Regions from separate parts of the Sparus aurata genome. Here region 1 is linked to region 2. The links are chromatin contacts, called in public Hi-C maps. All regions are on one chromosome and are shown on one strand. Each heading gives the region's core, a stretch centred on a gene start, on an enhancer-like site or on the middle of the called end of the contact. The rest is flanking DNA. Distances are from core to core; before and after follow the strand shown.

The links. A called contact is a pair of places that touch in the nucleus more often than the background predicts.
Region 1: a contact with region 2 is called in a Hi-C map of skeletal muscle, with 9 times the contacts expected there. The contact joins the promoter of macrod1 here to the promoter of ccdc88b in region 2. A contact is called at or near these places in 2 of 2 Hi-C or Micro-C datasets (skeletal muscle and an unstated tissue).

The regions. Positions count from the first base shown.
Region 1 is chr18:28,110,357-28,114,973 of fSpaAur1.1, reverse strand. macrod1 (mono-ADP ribosylhydrolase 1) reads left to right here and starts at 1,790. Exons shown (of 11, transcript XM_030395996.1): 1 at 1,790-2,358; 2 at 3,741-3,839. The coding sequence starts at 1,944. fermt3b (FERM domain containing kindlin 3b) reads right to left here and starts at 404. Exons shown (of 15, transcript XM_030396371.1): 1 at 246-404. LOC115568588 (a long non-coding RNA gene) reads right to left here. Exons shown (of 2, transcript XR_003981428.1): 2 at 3,453-3,941.
Region 2 is chr18:27,906,147-27,910,747 of fSpaAur1.1, reverse strand. ccdc88b (coiled-coil domain containing 88B) reads right to left here and starts at 1,973. Exons shown (of 28, transcript XM_030397163.1): 1 at 1,742-1,973; 2 at 1-83. The coding sequence starts at 1,801. rom1b (retinal outer segment membrane protein 1b) reads right to left here. Exons shown (of 5, transcript XM_030395540.1): 5 at 4,509-4,601.

The DNA of each region.
Region 1 (4,617 bases), core at 541-3,040, 200 kb before region 2:
ATGCTTGCACCACACTTTACCTCCTTTGGAAGCCTAAACTTTATTTTTCTGCATGTTTCTGAATATAAGTTCTGACCTGTGACCAGTTCACCTGATGTGACCCAATGATCGACCTCACATCTACATATTTAATACAAAAGCCTCACACATACACCTTGCCTGAACTCTTGGCCTTCATGCTTTCTCCCTTTCTCTCACGTTGTCACAAACACTCACACACACACTCACACTCTGACAGACAGTACCGTTAGTCTCCTTGGTCCAAGGTTTTGAGAAATTTAGATTGGGGAACTCCTGGGCCTCTGTCAGATCGGTGGAGAAGTTTCCCAGTTGTTTTTCTGAGAAAATTTGCAGTAGTTTCCTCTCTCTCGGGCTGGGCAGGTTGTGGTCTGTCGTCGCTGCTTGTGTCACTTTTGTCAAGAAAGGCTTGTTCCTTTTTTTTTTTGTCAGCTTCCGCCAGCCGGAAATGTGAAAAGGGTTTCATGATTTGAGTGACAGGCTGTGTGAGTGATGCATATTTGGCAATGTGTGTGTGCAAGGGCATGCAGCCTATTTGGATGAGAGATATGAAATGTAAAATGAACAGACGCACATTATCACTCTCCTCTCTTTGTCTTTCTTCTCCCTTTTCCTTTTTTCGAGAACTGTAAGCACACGAGCAACAGTTAGATTATTGATCATCTTTTGTATTTTGCAAGATCAGCAATGAGTAGCTGGGTGTGGGTTAGTAATGCTGCATTTTAGCAGCTGACAGCTGTGTCAGAGTTTATGCCTCAGAGGCTGAGTAAAGAATATTTAGCCAAATATAAAGCAATGAGAGCCAACAAATTGATAATATCCCTCTAAAGATGGCAGCAGGTTTAAGGATTTACAACATAATAGTAATAGATAATTATTTGGCTCAATTAAAACAAAAAGGCACAAAGCTTGTGTCACTGTTACAAGTCCAGATCAACTTCCACTAGTTTCATCTGGGGAAAATAATTCTACCTTTAAATGGTGATCTGAATGCCCTTGATCTACATGTATGGCCACATTTTTCCACACAATCAGATGTAGGCCTACAAACAGCTAGGGGCTACCACAGTTATGCAGCCTTCGGTGGGGCTTTTTTCTACAGTGTGTGCTAATAAGCCTACTGTATGGTATATCAATTAGTGCTGTAAAATGCTTGGTTTTATATATTTTCCCACACATGTCCTGTTTACTACAGATGGCTTATGTTTTATCTCCCCACTAGCTGGCTATATTTAGCCCACTAGCATATTGTGGCATTTAAAAATGACCTCAACATTAGTTAGGGATACTGGTGCATATATGCGTGTGCATGGATATGCAAAAAGGTCAAATCACATGTGTCATAAAAACACAAAATAAAAATTCTGATGTGTTACAGAACAAACAATCAAGAGAAGCACTTTAATATCCATACATCGCTAACTAACTATGTAAATAAATAAATAAATAAACATTTAGTCCAGTAGTATTTTTGTTCGGCCGGTGTGCCTTCATTTTTTAATTCTAATATTTCCGACAGTCCTGAAGGATGCGTAAGCTGGTGGTCATTCGCTTCGGCTTCCCCATGTCATCTCAGTGGGGGTTTACACTCAGAGTTGAGACTGAAACGTAGAAACGCTGGTAACACCGCAACATATCCTTCTCATTAGTGATAAAGTTAAGTAAATACGCCGGTAATTTACACCATATTAGGAACTATCTAAACTTTAAAAAGCCTGTCGTCGTTCAGCAGCAGTCACGTAGCACCCCTTGTAAATGGTACATTCCACACGTCATCGTCCAAAACAAATATGGCACATGAGAGCGTTTAATGATAGAGGTGTGTGCTTCTAGTCCAAAACGAAACCGAACCACGGCGTGGCTGACTCGGTGACATTTGAGTTGCTGCAGCACGATCTGTTTAGTCCCCTCGGCGTCACTCAGGCATGGCACTGCAAATATCAGCTCTATTTTCATACATCAGAGCCCCTCTGTGCACCGGCCCTGTGTCCAGTATCCGTGCTACCTTCCCGGGTGTCAAGTTCAAACACATTATAACTAGTGGGAGCCGCCAGCTCGGGGGGAAGCCAGCAACAAGTCCTGTCCGCGGCCATATTAACGGTGCCGCCAGAGCCGAGAAGTTCTCAACAACAGCGACAGCAGCATTTTGGAAGTCCACCCAGGGGAACGGTGCCTCCTCACCCAGGGGGAGGAGAGGCTGGCTGGGTAAAGTCGCCCTCGGTGCCGCCCTCGGAGTGGGCACAGTCGCGCTGGTCCAGTCTCTCCACACGGGAGCCCTCACCGCCATGGCCCTCAAAGTTAACCTGAACTCCGATGAGGGAGGCTGGAAGGAGACCAAGGGTGAGACTGTGCAACAGAGGCCCAGAGGAGTTTAATGTAACGTGACAGCAGCCGCCCTGCACTGTGCTTTATCAATAAACGGAGGAGAAGCCTGTGAGCCGTTACATGGCTACAAACACCTGTCCGGCTGTCAGTTAGGGAGCCTGTGTGCTTTTAAAATGGATACTGGTCAAATCAAACAATCATCACAACAAAGCAGCAACACAAATACATTCATACAGACATACTAGACCTTAAAATAGTTGTAATGTTGTCGTCTGTAATGTCAAATCACAGTTAGCATACCATTAACTATATGATATATACACAATAGCATTCGAAAACATGATGTAAAACAGAATATGTATGATATAGAACATGCATACATACATTTGGACTGCAGCTAATGATCATTACAATCAACTACCTATCCCAAAAGTGATGTCTTATGTACGGTTAGTCAACATATAAGGTCCCCAGAACACTGTTTTCAAGCTAGGAAGGTGGCAGGGTCCGCCAAGTATAAACTAAGTACAACAGTATCAAGTTGTGTTGTCCTTTAAGATCAGTTTTTCTTACTCAGTTTATTCAGTCAGAAAAACAGAGGTAGTTTGTTTATTGGCATTAAAAAACAGACCAATCCGAATGCCTTCCCCCAAATTACACAGTGCACCTTTAATTTGAGACTGTAGAATACAAAAAGTAAATTATAGAATTTGGGAAGTTTTGACTAGAAACATGGCTTATAAACCTGTCAACATTAGCTTAGGTTCTTGTCATCATATGGCAGTCTGTCAGTATTCACTTTTACCCTGTTGCTGACAGTTTGTTTTTGCACTTTTCTGCCCTTGCTTCTGTCATTTTTTGCAAAGCTGTTCTGTAACTTTTGTCTTTTGCTCTGTTGTGTTGGCTCGTTGTATTGTTTGTTTTTTCTTGCTCTGTAATTTGCTCTGATTTTGTTGCTGCCCATGTCTTTGTCGCGCTTTTACTGAAAACGACATGCCTTCCATCATGATTTCTGTTTGGCATACTTGCAGTAATGTTGGTAGTTATGCTCAGTCCCTGAGAAATAAACTGGATAAATGAATAAATACAAATAAAATCAGTAATCATAATCAGTTGATCAAGTGATTTATTGGCTTAACACAGAATGTTGCTGTCTTTATTATGTAAATCTCTACTTGAACAAACTTGAAATACACAAATCTCACAGTAGAAATTTTACTGTTCATGAGTTTCTTAAGGAGATTTTTTGACCTAAACTTCATTAAATGTAGTTTTCTTCAGGCTGGCAACCTGAAGATACCTTGTTCCTGTGTTCCGAAACTTTAACAAAAATGTTTCTTTCAAGTCAATCTAAACAGATTATTCACAGCCTGTTCTCTCTCTCCATCATCTCTCAGACTTCTTGCTGTCTTTGTCTGTGAAGGACAGGCGTCAGTACTACAGGACTTCCAGCTCCGTGCCACTGGACGACATCCCGGTGTGGACTCCCACTGCAGGTCAGACTCCCAACATCAATCACAATCACTGTCAAGTTCATTCAGGGTCGGGTGGTCGTGGTGTTGAGGTCCAAAGACATGATCTCTTTGACTAGTTTCACCCTGTTGTGGGTTAAATCAGTTTAGATAATTTGCACACTTAGAGCATTTCAACTTCAAATATAACTACGGGAAGTACATTTTACAAACATACATACATACAGCAGAAAAGAAAACATGCAGAGGTACACACACATTACACATGCACTCACTCACACACATACAGTAATGTTAATGTGACAGGGTAGCTAGCCTGTTTTCATCAAGGTAAAACAGTAAGTGATTTGGGTTCCCAGTCATAGTGACAAGAGAAAACAATGTGTTTTTCGGTCTGTAATTCAAAGTGCCAACAGAGCTTGCCTCTCAAATGTGCAGTGTTAGATGATTCCAGAAAAGAGGAGCACAGTGGGCAAAGGCCTGACTACCAACACAGTTCTAATTGTGAGAGATCAGGCTGTAAATATATATGAGGGAACGAGTCCATTTAAAGCCTTCTAAGTAAAAAGGAGAATTTTGAAGCCACCTCTTGTGTGAACCAGTAGCCAATCAGACATCATTAACGATGTTACTCCCAAATTATTATAATTACTATAAATGACACACAACAATTAGCTCATTTTAATTGCTTAGCTTCCGTCTGTCGCCATTCAGCAACTGTCCAAAGAAAATCCAACTCATATTGAGGTTTGTTTCCAATATCTTTTTGTTTTTTTCTATATTACGAATTACTTGTATTTTG
Region 2 (4,601 bases), core at 724-3,223:
TGGGAAACTGAGTTCACTTCCATGTACTGGCTGTAGAGCAGGACGCCGTCCTCTCTCTCCACCATCTTGTCAAACAGCTGAACCTGAAGGAGACGGGGGGAGAAAAGCATGAGTGTGTACCAAGGAAACCAGAGAAGAAGGAGGGGTCGCTATGTCACTGAACCTTGCTCTGGTGCCAGACTGTGGTGACAGCTGTATTGAAGCCTATGGGAGATGCATGGAGAAAAACACAAGATATCTACTCCATATGACTTCTGAAGATGAAAAACCTCCAGAAAATAACAGAGCGCACTTCAGAGAGAAGGTGAACTACTGATTTCTTTTTCCAAATGACTGACAGGGCTGAAAATATCGTGACCAAACCAAATGACCCTGCAATAACCCTGCGAAAAAAGGAGCTATTCCCAAAAGAGAAATCAAATGAATAGAGGTGTGTTCCTTTATTTTCTGGAGGCATCTCTTCATCAGATGTCGTTCCACGTAGATATGCTAGGTTTTAGTGTGTTCCTCCCGGAGACTGTCACCACAGTCTGGCGCCAGAGCAAGATTTTGTGACGTAATGGCTGTTCCATCGTTTTTCAAGTTCCTTGACGAGGACGACGGAGACAGAGACAGGAGCAGAGAGCAGGTACAGGGAGAGAGAGGAAGAGACAAGGAGGGGGGATGGAGAGGTTCAAACATTTTTCACACAGGAAGCCACTTGAGTTGGTGCACCTGTCTGGACAGGTGGAATCTGTGCTCTCACACTGGGAAGCACTTCACAGTGACAGGCAGCCAAGCAGGACTGGAGCCAAGGTCTCTCCCTCTCTGTGCTAAGAAGAGCCGTGCCAATGCAAACTGCAATATAATGAGGCTTATTCCCACCTGCACCTTCTAAAAAAACTGCACTGTCGGTAAACAGAGTAACGAGCTTCGAGTTGGTTCAGTATGATAAGGTGAGGCAGAGCAGCTCGAGACCCGGCGCGACAGGATAAACAGAGAGAGCGGCACCAGTGGACGTCCTTCAGCATATGTGAAGCAGGGTGAAAGCTCTCGTGTCAGTGAATAACCGCCCTGCTGAAGCGCCCTTGAGCCAGCTGCGGGCATCCTGTTGAACCTCACCTCTGACCCCCTCTTTGGAAGAGGGCACCATTAAAGAGTACCCTTCAAGGTTCAGTACAGTATCACATTATATCATAAATACTGCTCATTGACCAGAAGAGGGAGAGAGAGAAAAAAAAAAAAATCCCCTCGGGCTGATTGGTTTCCCATGTGGAAAACCCAGCTGGAAATCCAGTCTGTTACAAACCCAACAAATCCTCAACATATTTAAGGGATTGTTTTCCCTTTTATACATGGCACATGACTTTGTATTAGTTTCAAGTGAGAGACGGCCCAAGGACGCGGAAGTTTCAGGGCTAGGACAGGAAAAAAAAAAGTTGGCCACTGAGAGGCGAGGGAAGCTGCCAAAAGGAGAAGTGAGGGTTTGTTTTGTTGAACACAATAGCAAGAAGGCTTTATCTAGGCTTTTTAGCTGTTTACCCTGCTCTCCCTTTTGTATGTATTAAAGTAAATGGAACAGAAAAAGAAGCCGTAAAAGACACTGAGTGTTTGTGACTGTAAAATAATAGAGCCCACTTCAGAATAAGCCCCAGTCCGAGGCTCATTTCTACAGATTTAACACTGTTTGATTCCCTCCTCTGTGCCTGTAGAAAAGATGACCTTTCCACTAACTGAGAGTGATAAATGATAAATGACGTACCCATTGCGCCAACGCACTTTCCATGAATTCCTCTATTATCTCCATAATGTTAGAGTCCATTGTTGTGTCAGGAGAGCTGTGAAACTCTACAGAAGGCAGCTAATTAAAGAGTATTATCAACGCCATGCAAGCAATGAATCAAAGAGAGAGAATCCATCTTGTGTCAAGTGAAGTAGTTTGACATTTGTGCGGCCCTTCCCCTCCTCCTCCCTGCCTCTTCCTCTCTCTGACTGTGTGTCAGTTTCATTGCAAAACCACACCGGAATTTACTAAACGCACATGTTGCTTCTTTTTTTTTTCCCCAGCCGACATTAACACACGCCCTCAACACGTCGGCTGACGTCGGCCTACACGGGTATTTTAACAGATAGTAGCCCAGGAGACTGAACATAAACAAAAAATGACGAAAAGTGAATGGAGTTTGGTGCGGGCCAACGGGGATTGACGATGTTGTGCCTCGTTAATATCACCTTTTTTATATCCGGTATTTTTCATATGTACATGAATGTGGAAATACATTTATTTGACATATGACATGCCTCAAAACACGTTTCTGCATGATGTGAATTACAGTTTGATTTCTTTGTGGAGCGGGTTATTTGCATAAGAAGCCCACGCGGCCCCACAGAGTTATTTCAGCTCAATAACTTACTGGTTTTCTCATGAACACGACGACTGGAGTTATTGCAGTTATTAAACGTCTCAGGGATGTAGTGTTGCCAGTATTAAAAACGTATTCAAATCCAAATTCAAGCACTGTGCAACAGCGACCTCTGGTGGTTAAAGATAAAACACAAAGTTCCTATCTGCCCATTTAAGAATGCATTACATCATTATTTCCGTAACAACATCACTAGGGGAAGTTGTTTTATTTTGGTGAGGCACTTCCTGTTACATGAACACATATCTCTGTACCTGCAGAACAGTATTAGTCATTTTGTAAAGACTCATTCTGTTCAGGATATGGGTTTATAGTTGTTTATTTATATTATGTTGTGCTGTGTTACAGCCAGAGAAAACCACTTGAGCACACAGATGATCAATAGTTGGAGAGTTAGATACCACAGTTCGTTTACTTAAACAACGGCTACAAAACAATGATATTCAAGTCACTGATAACATGACCACTCATAGTCAGTTCTTACACACAACTGAGCACAAAAACAACATAATTGTCACCCAAGACAGACCCAGAGACCCCCAAAAAACAACATTTAGTCTTTATCTACTTAAGTTGGGTGAAGTTTCGCAGTCCACAAAACATTTTTTGAGCTTCACTTCAAAACAGCGTCCCAGCGTTGTCCCCAAACGACTGAAGGAGACAATGCACAGGCCCCGATTTGAAAAGAGGTTATATGCAGCCTGGACACCCGGTCGAGCTCGTACACCCATTTTTTGCTGAGCAGCTACAGTGAAGCTTACTGCTTAAGAAGTTGTAAATAGCATCTTTACAAACCAATTTGACATCATTGGGCTTCTGGAGACTTGGATTACTTAGGAAAGGCTGTGCGGAGCCATTTTGTGATTGAATTTTCATTTTTGGGTGACCTTATCCTTTAATTACTGGCAACATTAAATATTAAGAACTGACTGTTATTAGTGACAACAAAAGACGTAGTCTACTTTTTTTGTTGCAGTTGCTTTAACTGACAATAGACGGTTTTCTGCCTGTTGATGGCATAGTGTAATGGAGTTAGAATAATGAAACCATCAGTGTCTGCACTGCTTCCCTTTCAAGCTTTGCTATCAATATACAGTTCTGTCTGCCAACAGTCACGTGGTCACGCAGTTAAAGGAAGGTCAGCTGGAGATCCATTTCTATTAAAGACTAAATGATTGTTGTTGTTATTCAGGAGGAAAAGCTGAATGTTGCTACTTTTAAAGAAAACTAACTGCAGTTACAAACTTTCTGTGCCCAGCCGCTGCTGTATTGCACATTAAAGTTGTTCTAGTTTTTGCCGAGGAAATTTTTTAAATCAGAAGAAAAAGGTTCTTCAGTGGCGGAATTTTATGCCAAAACAAACTGAATTAAAAAACGCTTCACGACTGAATAATTGAATAAACAAACCGATCTTAGAGGACAGCGCAATTTCATACTGTTCTACTTTGTTTATACGTGGCGGACCCTGCCACCTTTGCAGCTTGTTCTGGCCGTGGGACCTTATTTTCCTCTGGGAACAGCGTTTTATTACCTCATTAATATTGTAAATATTCAAATCATTAGTTTGCATTTAATCTGCAAAACTACTCAGTGACCCTTCAATCATTGAAATATTATAGGTAATGTTTTTGAAGTAGGCTGCTGCTATATAACAAACATGATATTTTAAAAAATGATATACTAACTTGTGTTAATAATACACATATCATATTACCGTGGCAATAATCCAGCACAGATGTTATGACTTGTGGGTCTTTTATTCATCTGGTTACCTTTTCACTCTTCATTAACTGCAAACACTCTTTACACTTTCTCCACCTCGCTACTCTCATACTACTATCATAGTGTGATACATTTAAACTAAAGCAGAAAAAGTAGATAACTAACTTTCATAGATATCACAATATCTAATATTTAAGATATATATTTGTTTGGGAACAATAATCATGTAATGAAAATCTTATATCCTGACAGTCCTGGTTTGAAGGATACTTGAAACCAAACGTCCAGCCTCACCTCTCCTGTACCAAACCTGTGTTTGAATGTTAAAGAACCCGTCCCTCTGCAACCACGGCTAGGATTAAAATAAAACATTCATTGTCCTCATTCTGTGATAGAGTTTTATTCAAGAAGAATGAGCACACATTGGATAAACCTGTAGCTAGGACAGATCACCATCAAATATTCTTTTGCAAATAA